Regions from separate parts of the Rattus norvegicus genome. Here all the other regions are linked to region 3. Evidence: chromatin contacts called from public Hi-C data. All regions are on one chromosome and are shown on one strand. Each heading gives the region's core, a stretch centred on a gene start, on an enhancer-like site or on the middle of the called end of the contact. The rest is flanking DNA. Distances are from core to core; before and after follow the strand shown. Region 1 overlaps LOC102554187 (a long non-coding RNA gene). Region 2 overlaps Spp2 (secreted phosphoprotein 2). Region 3 has its middle 150 kb from the start of Spp2.

Region 1 (4,549 bases), core at 1,797-4,296, 80 kb after region 3:
TTGGATGTCTGTTCTCATCTCTCATCTAACGTGGGGTCCCTTTGTCGTCCACGTTCACCGGCCCACTGGTTCTTGATCTTCTGGGACTCTCCTTCCCCTCCCACCTCACCCCCAATTTCCTAATAGAATGACTGGGCTGATAGACATGTGTTTCCCTCTTGCTGAGGGTCCTGGGGATTCAAACTCAGATCTTTATACTTACATGGTTAGCCATTTGCAAAGCCATCTCTCCGGCGCTGAGGGAGAAAACATTTAAGAGCTGGTAACAACAGCACAAACTTGGATTCAGCTTCGGTAAGCTGAAAGTTACTGAGCCTTGCACATTAAGTTGAAACCTATGGGGCTGTCCTTTTGTAGGTCAGAAGGAGCTGAGTATTGGCTACCTCATGGGGGCCTAGACTGCTGGAGGGGCAGAGGCTCACTGGTTAGCCAGGCTGGGCTAGCTGTTGAGATTTGGGTCACTGAGAGAACTCGTCTCAAAAAACTAGATCGATAGGATATAGGAGGCTGTGCTCTAACCTCGATATGCACATGTAACTACACACATGAAAATACACACACACACACACACACACACACACACAGAGCAGAGGATCGTGGCAGTTATTCTTTGTAATCTAGCCATCCCATCTTGGGATCTCTTATTATCGCCCCATACACCTAGAAGCAGATCTCTGGGTTACAGGAGAATGGAGTGAAGGTTATTGGCCCAGAATGAGAAGAGAATCACTGATCTCATTCCTAGCTTGAATTTTCTTCGTGGAGCTTTCCTGCCAGCCCCACTGATTTGTTTCCAAGCTGTGCATTGGCCCGGGATAATCTTCATCCTTCTTAACCCACGCACACTGCTCATTCCTTGATGAGCACACACTTACTGATGGCAAAGGAACACTTCCGGAAGGGCTCAGCTGCCTGTGCTCCCAGTGAGAAGGGACTTTTTGCCTGACTATGGTTCTCAGTGCTTTGGGGGAAGCCAAGCGACTCTGATATAGCAGGAGTGAATAGCATTGTAAAACAGCCTTCGAAACTCCTTCTGTGTGGAAATGGCTCACACTCTCCTGAGTCATTGAATCGGGTTGCTGGCGGACACCACTGAAGCCTGTGACTAGTGTATTGTGCCACATGGAGCGTGGCTGAAAGCTGTCACTGACATGCTTTGGGAATCAGCCTTAAGGTGTGAAGAGGTGTCCGCCTCACCGTGGCTAGCTAGTTCACTCTGAACTTCACGCAGAACATTGTGGAACTTCAGTGAGCAGTGAACCAAGCAGGAAGAGCCTCCTCCTCATGGGTACAGCATTCTAGGGTTCAGCAAACTTTCTGTCATCACTCCCCTTAATTTTCTGTTGTCTTTGGCTTCCAAGGACTCACCATAACACCCCTGAAAACCATAGAGCTTAGGGAAAGAGAGAGGAGAGAGTTTCGAGGCTGTGGAGAGAAATGGGTGAGGCTTCACTAGGAAGGGATAAACTAAGTCTACTGATGGCTCAGGAAAAAGACTCAACAGTAGACGAAAGGTGGGGAGCAGAGTCACCTCTCCTCCCTCGGCCCTCCATAGGTTACACCTTTGAAAGCTCAGAAACTAGACAGACAGGGATTTCAAACAGGCCCCAGAGAGGGCAGAAGGAAGTGTGTTCCCAGCTCTTTCCCTGGGAACTTGTCTCTGCGAGAAGTCAGTTGTGGAACATGCTTTCAAGGGGTGGAACCTTCCTGGCTAGGACCCTCTTGGGAAGGTGGCTCTTGGGAGAGAGAAAAGGGTCTGAAGGGCCTGGGAGCACTCCTCATAAATGAGCAAGGCCCTGATGTGGAGATTCAGTAAAGAAAAGCTTGAGGTTAGAGTTAGGAAGCTGGGGAGTGACCCCTTAGCCTCTTCCCAGCTCGCTCTATAGACCTAATTCAGATTATCTTCAGTTCATCTGAAACTTGCTTATGTAGATGATTAACCAGATGATTGGGTTACACTTCACTTCCGAGAGAACAAATAGACTTATTTTAAGCAAACACCCCTCACATGAGTTTCTTCAGACTGGGTTGTGAGGGAGGATTCTCCCCTAAATCATGAAGCTCCCCCTTGCCTGTGGGGGCAGGAACACAGCAGAAAGAGGTTTTCAGGAAGAAGACTGTTCCAGCCTGACATGTTTGACAAGTAGCACCAGGAGTTATGACTTCCTGTGCCTTTGATCTCTGTATCAGAGCCAGTCATCTCAGGGTCCCAGCAGCGTGTGCAGTTTGTGGTTAGATGCCTTGCAAATGCCTCACAGAGCCCCAGTTAATTATTGACTTGGGTTTAATCATTCGTTCTGAACAGCTCATTCCCAGGGGCCGTTGCCAGTGCAGCCCCCGGGTCTGGGTGACCCTACTGATTCCCACAGTGCCGGACTTAAGTGGAAACGATCCTGAAGACATTGCTAGTCATTCTGCAAGGCCTCCACCTCATGGGATGGCTTTGATCACTTAAGTCCAGCAGCCGGATTCTCTGCGGGGAATGGAGAACTCACTCCAACCAACGGTGGAACTTGATTGCCGTTTCTATAAGGCAGCAGCTCCACAAGGGTTCTCTCAGTGAGACACTGTCATTCGAAGCTACTTTCTAAGTCATCAGCAAGCCTGAGAGTGGCCCCTATACAGAGGGAGTGAGGCATTGTAAGTAGCAACATTTTGCAAACAGTCACTCCTTTGATTCTTTCCCAGTCCCTAAGGTCTGTGAGAGAATGCACATAGATATCAGGAACCAAATGAAGAAACCCAATTCATGCTCTCCTTGGCAAAGGTGACTCCATAGTCCCCTTGCACCCAACCTTAACCTTTGGGGCCACCTCTTGTCTGGATCACCAGGCAGTATGACCCTGGCTCTCTCTCTCTGTGCCATTGACTTTCAAAATGACTTCTGGTGACCTTGTGGGACACATACTCCGCCTCGGTGTTAAAAGGTCCCCCCCGGGTGTTTGGGGATGTGATTAATGTCTATGGAGCTCTGAATACACAGCCTCCAGTTAATGAGAAGCAGAAATATGAGACAGGATGTGGTCTCCTCTGTCCTGGCTTAGTCAAGTTCTGGGCCAGTGCCTCTCCTGAGTCATCCAGCTGCTTCCAGCTGCCTCCCGTCAGCCACAGGGCCATGGAAAACACATTGGCAGGCGTCCTCTTTGACGTGTTCAGCAGAGGCTAGGTCAGCTCTTTGGACTGTAGGAAAGGATATACGGTTTGCTGAGGGAGTCCAGTGGCTACAGTTTCCCTTTTTAGAGCTTGGCAGAGAATGAAGACTCTTAAGGCGAAAGTGAATGAAGATTCGAGGTGACGTAGTTTGTAGGTTCCATGTGTTGTTGAGACTCGAGCACCAACAGGGGAGAAGACGGAGTTTGCGAGGCTTCGGGGTCCTTGTCAGAGATTCAAATGACACCCCGAAATTTCTTCTTGGGGAACTCTTTCCCAATCTCTTTTATACAATCAAATGAGCAAACTTTCAGTAAGGCCACAGGGGTGGCTTTTGTATGCCCTTCTTCATGGATTCCCCTCAACATAACAGGTTTAAAAGCCTCCATAGTCCCCCTCTGAGTTTATAGGCTAGAACCCCAACTCACCAGAACCTCAGGATGGCAAATGCTAGCCCCTAAATGCTTCCTCTTGTTTTTAATGTGGGAGAAAAAATAATTAAAATGCCTTTGGCCCTAACACCTCCTTTCTCCCTCCTGATGTTAAAAGACATTGCATCTTTTGGGTGGGCCTCTCACAGTATGGTGGTCCCTAAGTAGTGGGTTGCCTATGTCTGACAGGGGAGGTGGCCCTTGCAATTGCAGGTACATATACGGCGACTGGAAGGCCTTATGGTGAAGCCAGTTCTTTGTCCCACTATTCCTCGTGGGTCTCTTTGGATACCCAGCTCACATTTTATCAAGGCCTGGAGCTAGACCACGGAAAGAGAGGAGCCGGAACACTTTATAATCAACCTCCCTGGAGAATCCTTGAGAGACGAGGGGAGACAGAAATGCGTTGGTAAACACAGATGTGGAAAACCAGCTCAGATAACAAGTCCTAGTCAGAACCATGCCGGCGGGCCCTCCTTTGAGTCCTTTTGTTAAAATCAAGTCATTTATACGTATGAAGTCAAAACCAGATGCGTGAGGTAGAAATGCTTGGAGAGAGGTCAGGGCTAGGGCTTCACTTAGCATGAAACAATCAAATAGGTTTTGTGTGTGTCTTTGAGGAGACAGAGGGTTTCTTAATTAGATCCAGGAAATTTACTTTTACTACAGTGGTGATGATTTCCCTTTGACAATACCTGAACAGAACAGGATGTAAAGCAGGCAAATTATTCAGAGAGTCTTTCCAGGGCAGACGGCACGAGGGGCCAGCAAAGAGGAAGGAGGACTTGTGTCACACACTGCTGAACTCCCAGAGGCCAGGGTGAAAGTCACCAGGAGAAGGAGCTACAAGTTCATCTTGTGGGTCACATAAAACCACCAGGGAACCCCAGCTGGGGGTTGGGGAGATAGTTCAGAAAGTAGACTGTTTATCAGGCACGTTTTAGGACTGGAGCTCAATCTTCAGTGCC
Region 2 (4,091 bases), core at 1,403-3,902, 130 kb after region 3:
ATTTAGGCGTGCGGGTACCGTATGTATCTTACTCTCCCAAGGCACAGATAGGCTCACAATTACAGTGCGCACCCACCTTCACCTTTCTCCAGTGCCAAACGACAATTGCTGAACAAGGACCACCCATTTCACACCAGTGTGCGTTCACTGCTCTCTTCTCCCAGTGAATTCAAAGGTTGGGAAATTACAAAAATATGTAGATTCATAACTAAATTGTGTGCAGTGTTTTAGCTTATTTTGACCGTATTGGAAATCACAGGTGCCCGACAGAGATGTTTACGGATAACGTCTCTGGTGGGCCCACAGTATGCGAGTTTACTGAGGCAAAGGGAGTGACTGGATTCCACTGTAAAGGCAGAAGAGAGTTTATGATTTATGCACGTTGGTTAAACATTCTAAATGAAGCAGGAACATGCCTGTAAAATCAGACTACCTTCTAAAACTTATCCTCATGGTGGTGGTTTGAATATGCTTGGCCTAAGGAGTGGCACTGTTTGGAGGTGTGGCCTTGTCGGAGTAGCTGTGGCCTTTTTGGAGGAAGCATGTCACCGTGGGTGTGGGTTTTAAGACCCTCGACCTAGCTGCCTGGAAGCCAGTGTTCTCCTGTTGCCTACGGAACAAGATGCAGAACTCTCAGCTCCTCCTGTGCCACACCTGCCTGGATGCTGCCACGCTCCTGTCTTGATGATAATGGACTGAACCTCTGAACCTGTAAGCCAGCCCCAATTAGATGTTGTCCTTTATAAAAGTTGCCTTGGCCATGGTGTCTGTTCACAGCAATAAAACCCTAACTAAGACACTCATAAGACACGGGTAAATATAGCTCTCTCTTCATCAAAAAAGCTTCTTATTGTAGCAAATGGAGACCATCACAGAAAGCTATAAATGATCAAAATGCCAAGACTGCAGGGTGCCCAACCCCTATTGATATATCTACCAATAGGAGGACTGGCATATCTACCCAAGCCCTGCACCCAAGGCTCAGGAAGCTTTGATGAGGAGAGGTGGGACAATTTTAAGAGCCCAAGATGTCTGCTGTGAGATAGTGTTTTTAATATGTCATGGAGAAGCTGTGCCCAGGAAATTTTAATAATGTAGTTGTCTAAACAAGACCTGCACAGTGACATCAGTTGACACGCCAATGTGGATGGAGAAACCTCATGGGGCACCCTACGGATGAAGATCTATAGGCAATTAATTAATGGTTAGAGAGAATCAGACTTCTCCAGGGATGAGGCTGCTATTAGGTTATCCAGTACCAACTGGTCTAAACACATACCCATGGGAGCAGCACTAAATTGCTCATATGACAATAATAATTAAAGACGAAGAGGTTGTGAACTTGAGATGGTAGGGAGGTCATGGGAACAGTTGAAGGGAAGAAGGGGGGTAGGAAATAATGTGAAGACAATGTTAATAAAGGAAATTTTCCCCAAATTTTTCTTTAAATTAAAAAATGGGTAAGACCAGTCTTCCTCATTGGGAAGACAATGAAACCTAAAATACAAACAACAAAACAAAACAAAATGAAAATATGAACGTCCAAGGGGGTGAGAATTCTCTTTCCAGAAGGGAATTCTTTTTGGTTGGTCCCAGGCTTCAGCCTTTTCTCTTCCTCAGTGTGGGAATCCTGGGAGAAACTCCAGTTCCTTAAAGGGCCCCCATTCCAGTTTGTTAGCCAAAGGTTGAGACGCACGTGTATCACTAGATTAGCTTCATCGCTTCCAGACCAGCGCCATTCCCAACACCTTGTCTTAATCCTTCCGTCTTTAGTACAGTGCGTCTGTGTCTGGAACAAATACCGCGACAGAATACAGATTGGGGCCAAGTCCAAAGCACATTTCGTCTGTGCCAGGTACCTGCACATAAGAACCACTTCTTCAGAACACCTTGACTTTTAACTCTTTTAACTGTTTTCAGATGGCTGGCACAAGCAACTCCATCTTTGAGACTAGGTCTCACCACAAAGCCAAGCTGGTCTCAAACTTTTAATTCTCCTGTTTCAGCTTCTTAAGGGTCACCCAAGCACTGCTGTGCCAATATGCTAAACTCTTAGAACGAATGCCATTTCATGGTTTTACACACACACACACACACAAACACACACACACACACACACACAAACTCATGCCTGTGTGCACACACTGCACACACACAGACACAAATGACTCACAAATGGTGTCCTCCACAAAACAGGTGGATTTGGGGATGAGCCCTATTCGCTTGCGGGGTGGGGGGGTGTTTTTGACAATGCCTACTTTGAAGGATATTTCATTCTGTAGCTGATTTATTAGACCAAGTAATCCAAAGGAAAGCAGTAGTGTGGGGTACTCCTCTAGGGACAGTGGTTGATTGCAATGTATCTTTCTCTTTAGCCACTGGACCAATATTTTTATTAGTAAAAACCATGTGTATGCAGAAGGCAGAGGAAGACATCAACTGTCCGGTTTCCTCACTCCCTGCTTTATTTCCTTGAGGCAGCGTCTCTCACTGAACCGGAAGCTTTACAGGCATGTGTGGCCGTGGTTTTTCTTTAGTAGATGGGATCTAGAGATTCAAACTCAGGTTCCCATGGGCATTGATCAATCTTACCCACTGAGCCATCTCCCCAGTCCACTGAACTTTATTCCTAGGGTGGTTCTATGTGTACAGAAACACAGAACACAAAGTACAAAGTAACCTGTTCTCCCACCAAAGGTCTTTCTCTGTTGTTAGCAGCTTGCACTATTATGTCAGCTTTTGCTCCACTTGATGACCCAGGGCTGCTGTGTGGTCAGTTACATCCCACTGCATGGGTGTGTGTGGTCTCATCCATTCTCTACAGTTTAAGGAACAAATGGTGTTATGTATCACCTTGTCTCTATCATATGGGATAGTGTTCCTGCCCTAAAAGGTACCATGATGACTTAAAAAGAAAGATAACAGGCTGCTTGAGCCTGCTTGCTTTTAACAGGACATTAATATCTGTTGTACATTAGCTGAAAACACTTGAAACATAGTTATTCTGTGAGCCTCCATCCCATCCTCCTCCTCATGACATCAGTTTCTCATCTGAAACTGGATACTTAGTGATGCTCTAATCTGAAATTGGATACTTAGTGATGCTGTATTCCAAACCAGACAATACGAGAGCGTACAGGAAGGGGAAGATCTTTATTGCAAAGTGGAGCTTATCAAAGGAAAAAGACACAATTCTCCATGTCCTTCATTTCAGCTTCTGCTTCTCTTTCTTTCATGGAATCTATTCAAGAGAGAAGGAGGGGCAGGTTAGATCACCATGGTATGCGTCAGCACCCTGGGAAGGACAGTCAGGTTAGATTACCACAGTGTGCACTAGCATCCCAGTGTTGGATGGGATCCCAGCTCAGCCTGGGATTCCAATGAACTGCTCAGAAAGTGATCTAAATCCTACAGGAGATTTGAACAGCTACACATAGCAGTCTGCTTTGGACCAAAGACAGGATGAGAGACACCACAGGAAGATGAGGTAGCCTGGTCAGGGGACAGAGACACAGCCTCAGAAAGGGATCTCATGTCTCATAACAGGAAAGACCAGAGAAACCCCTTGCAGAGGCTGTGGCCAGGCATCAGTCTGTGAATGAGAGACAGAGGGGCCAGTCAAAGCTGTGGCTGGCCAGGGGCTGTGACAATCTGAGGAGATAGGGCTAGAGAGCAAATTTTCACAAAACTATCTATTCATCCATCCATCAGTTAATCTGTGCAGCAAGCAAGACTATGCGTGGAACCTTTACTGAGGGCTGTAGAGATGAAAAAGACACAATATTGACGTCCCCCAATATTTAAAGTCATGAACCAGAGGAGAAGATGGATGTCACCATAGTACAGCACTGTAAACGAGCTTCCAGATGGCTGACTCCAGAGACATGAGGAAATCAGCTTCTGAAGAGGGCAATGAGTGGGGTACACTGAGGTGAGCTAGGCAGGACCTTTGGATGAAGGTGAGACCCAGGGTCTAGTGAGGATTACGCACCGTGTGAGACACTGATGTGAGGCAGGAGGCAGAGGAAAACAGGATGTCGATAAAGTGGTGCAGACAGGGACCACACTAGTTGTGGCACTGCCCAGCCATA
Region 3 (4,385 bases), core at 1,762-4,261:
CAGAGGATCTAGGTTTTCCTAGGGAGCTGGGCTCACAACCGCATAGCCACGCCACAGCAGGGCTGCTGTGTGGCTATTCTGGCTTTACTCCAATGCTCATGGAATGAAGGATGAGAAGCCCTGCCCACGGAGGTGCAGTGCACAAGCCGCACAACTGGTTAGAGAGGCTGGGTCAGAGTTAAAGACCAGAGGCCCCATGGGACCGGACAGTTTTGGGCTGGGCACATGGGGAAAGTGAATACAGGAGACTGAACTTGAGCCAGCAGGCAGTGGGTGCTGGGATCGAGGTTGAGAGACTGAATGGAAAACTGTCATAGGAGAATCTTGGGTTCAAGTCTAAGGGAGCGAGGGAGTGTCATGATGAGGGCCTTTCCCTAGAGCTGAGGGCTCTGAGGGCTCTTTCAACACTGGCCACAGGAAGGTCCATGTTCAAAGTCACCATGGTCCAAAGTCCAAAGGACCAGCCAGGGAACCAGTGAATTTCCTGGCCCAGGGATCTAGGATCTTTTTTCCTAGCCCATGCCATTTCAGAGCTCAAACAGTTGGCCACACTGAGTCGGGTACCGGATCTAGCAAGAGTGCACAATAAACAGACCCCAAATCTCTACGAGCAAAAGTGTGAGACAAGGACAGTGGTCTTGTTTGTGGAAGAGAAAGATGAAAGATGTCTTGTGAGGTGAGAGTTTGGGCAAAGCCAGGGTACATTGTTGGGAACCAAACACTCTAAGAGGACAGCGTAGGGGAAAATCAGTCCTGTGTAGCTACAGATCCCTGGGCACTGGTGGTAATATTTGCATGTAACCTCTGCAGCCACAGTGGCCAGGGCGTTCGGTTCTATTGTCCAATGGATGATACAAGTGAAAAGACTAAATTAAAAGGTAGACTGAAGGCTCTGCAGTCCGAAGCCTGTCCTGCCTCACAGCGCCCTCTTCTGGCCGTACGGGAACAGGCTGTTCTCAGGCTCCGTGGTCAGATGTGGGGACTACTCCTGCGGCTGCTTGGTAGACCTTAGGGGAGAAAGCAAGACGTGTGTGGGCCTTTGACTTAGGCGGTGAGGGAGAGGGTAGTAAGGCAAAGGTGAAATAGAAGCTTCTAGCAGATAGATCCTGACCTTGATTGTGTGCTCCAACCTGTGCAGTACCTTGTCATTTTTTTTTTTTTTTGTTTTGTTTTTTCCGGAGCTGGGGATCGAACCCAGGGCCTTGCGCCTGCTAAGCAAGCGCTCTACCGCTGAGCTAAATCCCCAACCCTGTACCTTGTCATCTAAAGGACAAGAAGGACCGTTCTGCACATTTGTCCTGCAGCATCCCTGGGTTTTGTCCATCTTCCTGGCAGCCTAAGCAACCGACCCAAACTGGCAGCCCAGGCTTCAGTGTCCACTCAGGCCTTTCTTGAGCCTGAATTAAGATTGGTCACTATGATTCTTTTTTTTTTTATTAACATACCATACTTTCTTATCACGTGGAGAATATAGAAAATTTAGATACAAAGATTAAAAATGAACCTGTCCAGCCTCCAAGATGTGAATCCATTGCCATCTTCATGTGACTCCTTCCAAACCGTGAGGCAGCATTAGATTTTTACTTTGCTGGTCATATTTTGTTATCTTCTGTAGCTGGGCATGTGACAGGAAGGTTTGATGGCTTTGCCATGCATGTGCACCCCTACACACACACACACACACACACACACACCCGTCCAGTGGTCACTTCTCAGAGCTTACCGCCGAGAACCATGACATTACAAAGCTTACGCGTGAGGCTTAGTCACTGGGGTGAAGTCCTGGAAGACAGATCACGAGGTGGACGGACTTAAGTTCAAGTTCAGATAAATGCAGCTGCCTCCTGGATGGACAGGCAGTGAGGTTCCCATCATGAAAGTGTGTGAATGAGCCTTTTCTTCGGATGCCTTTTGAAGACCCACCAAAGGGTGGGGCCTTCCACTTTAATTTCTTGTTTAAAGCATGTGTGTGTGTGTGTGTGTGTGTGTGTGTGTGTGTGTACGCGCATGTACCCACTCATGTGCTCATGCCCATGCAAGTGCACTTGCCTAGCTGGAGGCCCAAGGTAGACATCGTGTGTCCCTCTATTTCCACTGTATTTTTGAGACGGCATCTCTCACTGAACTTGCTAACCATTTTGGATAAGCTGATTGGCCAGTTAGCCCCCAGCATCCTCCTTTCTTTATTCCTCCACCAGCTCTGGGGTTATTAGAATGGTACTGTCATACGAGGCTATTACATGGATGCTGAGCTCAGAGCCTCGTGCTTGCATAGCAAGTGCTTCACTCTTGTGCCGTGTCTACCGACGCTGGTGTAGACGCAACAGTGCTGATTTTATGTGCATCTGTTTCATTACCAGAGCAACTGAGCATCGTGCCCAGTTTTTCTGCTGACGTCTCTGAAGGGCCATTGGATATGCAGTTCCTTTCCTTACTCATAGAGATCGGAATACCAGAAATAAGACCAGAGAACCAGTGGGGTCAAATATCACTATAAAGATGAAGGTGGACAGCAGCCCACTTGAGAACCAGCTCAGTCATGAACAGCATTAGGATTCAACAGTGTGTTACCTCATCCCAGTCAAGGGCCTAGAAGGGTCTGACCTAGGAGAGGTCAGTTGGGGAGCAGGTGTTCTCCAGGAAGGGCTCTGTAGCAGAAGAGGCTCCTCTGTTGTGCCTATCAACTACCTGTGGTTTTCTCCTGTTGCTGCTAAATGTGCTTACAGCACATTTATCTCCTGTCAGGCTTGGCTTGCCAAACTGATTCAGAAGGGCTCTATTTGCCTTTTCTCAGCCAGGCTTGCAACATTTTTCAGAAACCGTTTCAAAGGAGTGAGTGGCAACAGTTGCTGGCATCTTTGACTCCATTGTGTTTAAGATCTCCGTGTGCCACCAGCTGAGCCCTGTGTGTTATGAAATCCTCATGGCTGCCCCTGTGGGAGGAAGGAGCCTTGTCTACACAGAGAAGATGGCCAGTTGCCAGGAACACAAGTGATGTAGGGTCAGGTGGTAAGCCTCGGGTCAGTACCTCAAAGGCCAGGTCACCCTGAAGTCAAGAGCTGTGACTCAGGGGCTCGCATTCCCGAGTCAAGCATTTGGGAAAGGAGAGCATTTATTTGGGTTTCTAACTGCTGTTCTGGGAAGCATGCTCCAAGTTGCTGATAATGGCTTCTGCAGCAGATTCCAAATTAGGGATGATGAAAACGCTCTGGGGAGGCCAGGACTCATCGGAATACTCTGCTTCGAGAGACATCAAAGGCCACCCGGATTCATCTGTCTGCCTAGAGGCACAGCTGTTCCCAGGAAGAGTCTCACACTTGATGCTGTTGGTGGCCCTTTCTCCTCCCCATTCTGTTTTATTTACACGGTTTTAAAAGTAGGCTGTATTGCTGAAATATTAAAAAAACAAAACAAACTGCAGCCATTGGACCAGCTCACCAGTTGAAGGCGTCTGCTGCTAAGACTAATGACTTGAGTTCGATCCCCAGTACCCACATGGTAGGAGGGAACTGACAGCCACAAGTCTTCCTCTGACTCCCACAAGTGTGTTCCCATACTTGCACAATTACATTCGTGTGCACATTCACATACACACAGACTCACACACACATACACACTCACACTCTCACACACATATTCATGTGCACACTCCCATACACACTCACACACATAAACACACTTACACATACACACAAGCATTCTCACACCACATGTACACTCACGTGCACACTCACATACACACACTCATACATACTCACACATATGTACACTCACATACCACAAGCACACTCACATACACACCCACACCCACACACACTGAATTCTTAAAAGAAAAAAAAACCAGTCATCTATTTTAAAAATAGTTAATAGCTACCATTCATTAATTTTCTAAACAATAGTTCTCACGTACTATTAACTGCTCTGGTCTGCTGTGGTGGCACAGACCAGCAATGCCTGTAGTCTCGGCATCTGAGAGTTTGCAGCATGAGGATCCAGGGTTTGAGAGCCTGGAGTGCATAATAAGACTGTCTAAAACAATCAGAAGAAGTCAAATAATGAGCAGCAGGAATAATGTTACTGAAACCATTACTCTGTAAATAACAGCACGTACTATCACCTGTGTATGTGGCAGGAGTGTCGCTCAGCTGCATGAACCCTTACAAAGTCCCGTGCTGTTCTTACTGCTGTTTTACAGGTAAAAAAAACAGGGGCAAAGACAACTTACTAAGTTGTTAAAAACACACCGCTTGCACACCCCTGATCAGAATCCCAGCTTTCATTAGAGCCAAAGCCTTTGTTCTCCATTGCTCTGCCCTGTTGGGAGAACTCATGCCCATAGTGATGCTCTGAGTGAACGGGTACTCACAGAAGATCCTGAGAGTCCC

The links. Hi-C and Micro-C count contacts between places; a contact is called where the count stands out from the background.
Region 1: a contact with region 3 is called in a Hi-C map of the A7r5 cell line, with 1.9 times the contacts expected there. The contact joins two enhancer-like sites. A contact is called at or near these places in 2 of 12 Hi-C or Micro-C datasets (the A7r5 cell line and the Rat2 cell line).
Region 2: a contact with region 3 is called in a Hi-C map of the A7r5 cell line, with 2.1 times the contacts expected there. The contact joins two enhancer-like sites. A contact is called at or near these places in 3 of 12 Hi-C or Micro-C datasets (the A7r5 cell line, frontal cortex and mammary epithelial cells).

What each region holds. Positions count from the first base shown.
Region 1 is chr9:96,519,293-96,523,841 of GRCr8, reverse strand. All of the region lies in intron 1 of LOC102554187 (a long non-coding RNA gene), which reads left to right. Among named protein-coding and RNA genes, the nearest start is that of Spp2, 67 kb to the right of the region's middle. Within about 2 kb of position 3,046, at least 23 of the 93 cell types and tissues checked have an H3K27ac peak or open chromatin away from gene starts, as enhancers often do. A contact at or near this core is called in the A7r5 cell line, where this site is marked.
Region 2 is chr9:96,473,497-96,477,587 of GRCr8, reverse strand. It overlaps Spp2 (secreted phosphoprotein 2), which reads right to left. Exons shown (of 8, transcript NM_053577.1): 8 at 3,135-3,241. Among named protein-coding and RNA genes, the nearest start is that of Spp2, 21 kb to the right of the region's middle. Within about 2 kb of position 2,652, at least 3 of the 93 cell types and tissues checked have an H3K27ac peak or open chromatin away from gene starts, as enhancers often do. A contact at or near this core is called in the A7r5 cell line, where this site is marked.
Region 3 is chr9:96,599,792-96,604,176 of GRCr8, reverse strand. No RefSeq gene overlaps it. Among named protein-coding and RNA genes, the nearest start is that of Spp2, 150 kb to the right of the region's middle. Within about 2 kb of position 3,011, at least 7 of the 93 cell types and tissues checked have an H3K27ac peak or open chromatin away from gene starts, as enhancers often do. A contact at or near this core is called in the A7r5 cell line, where this site is marked.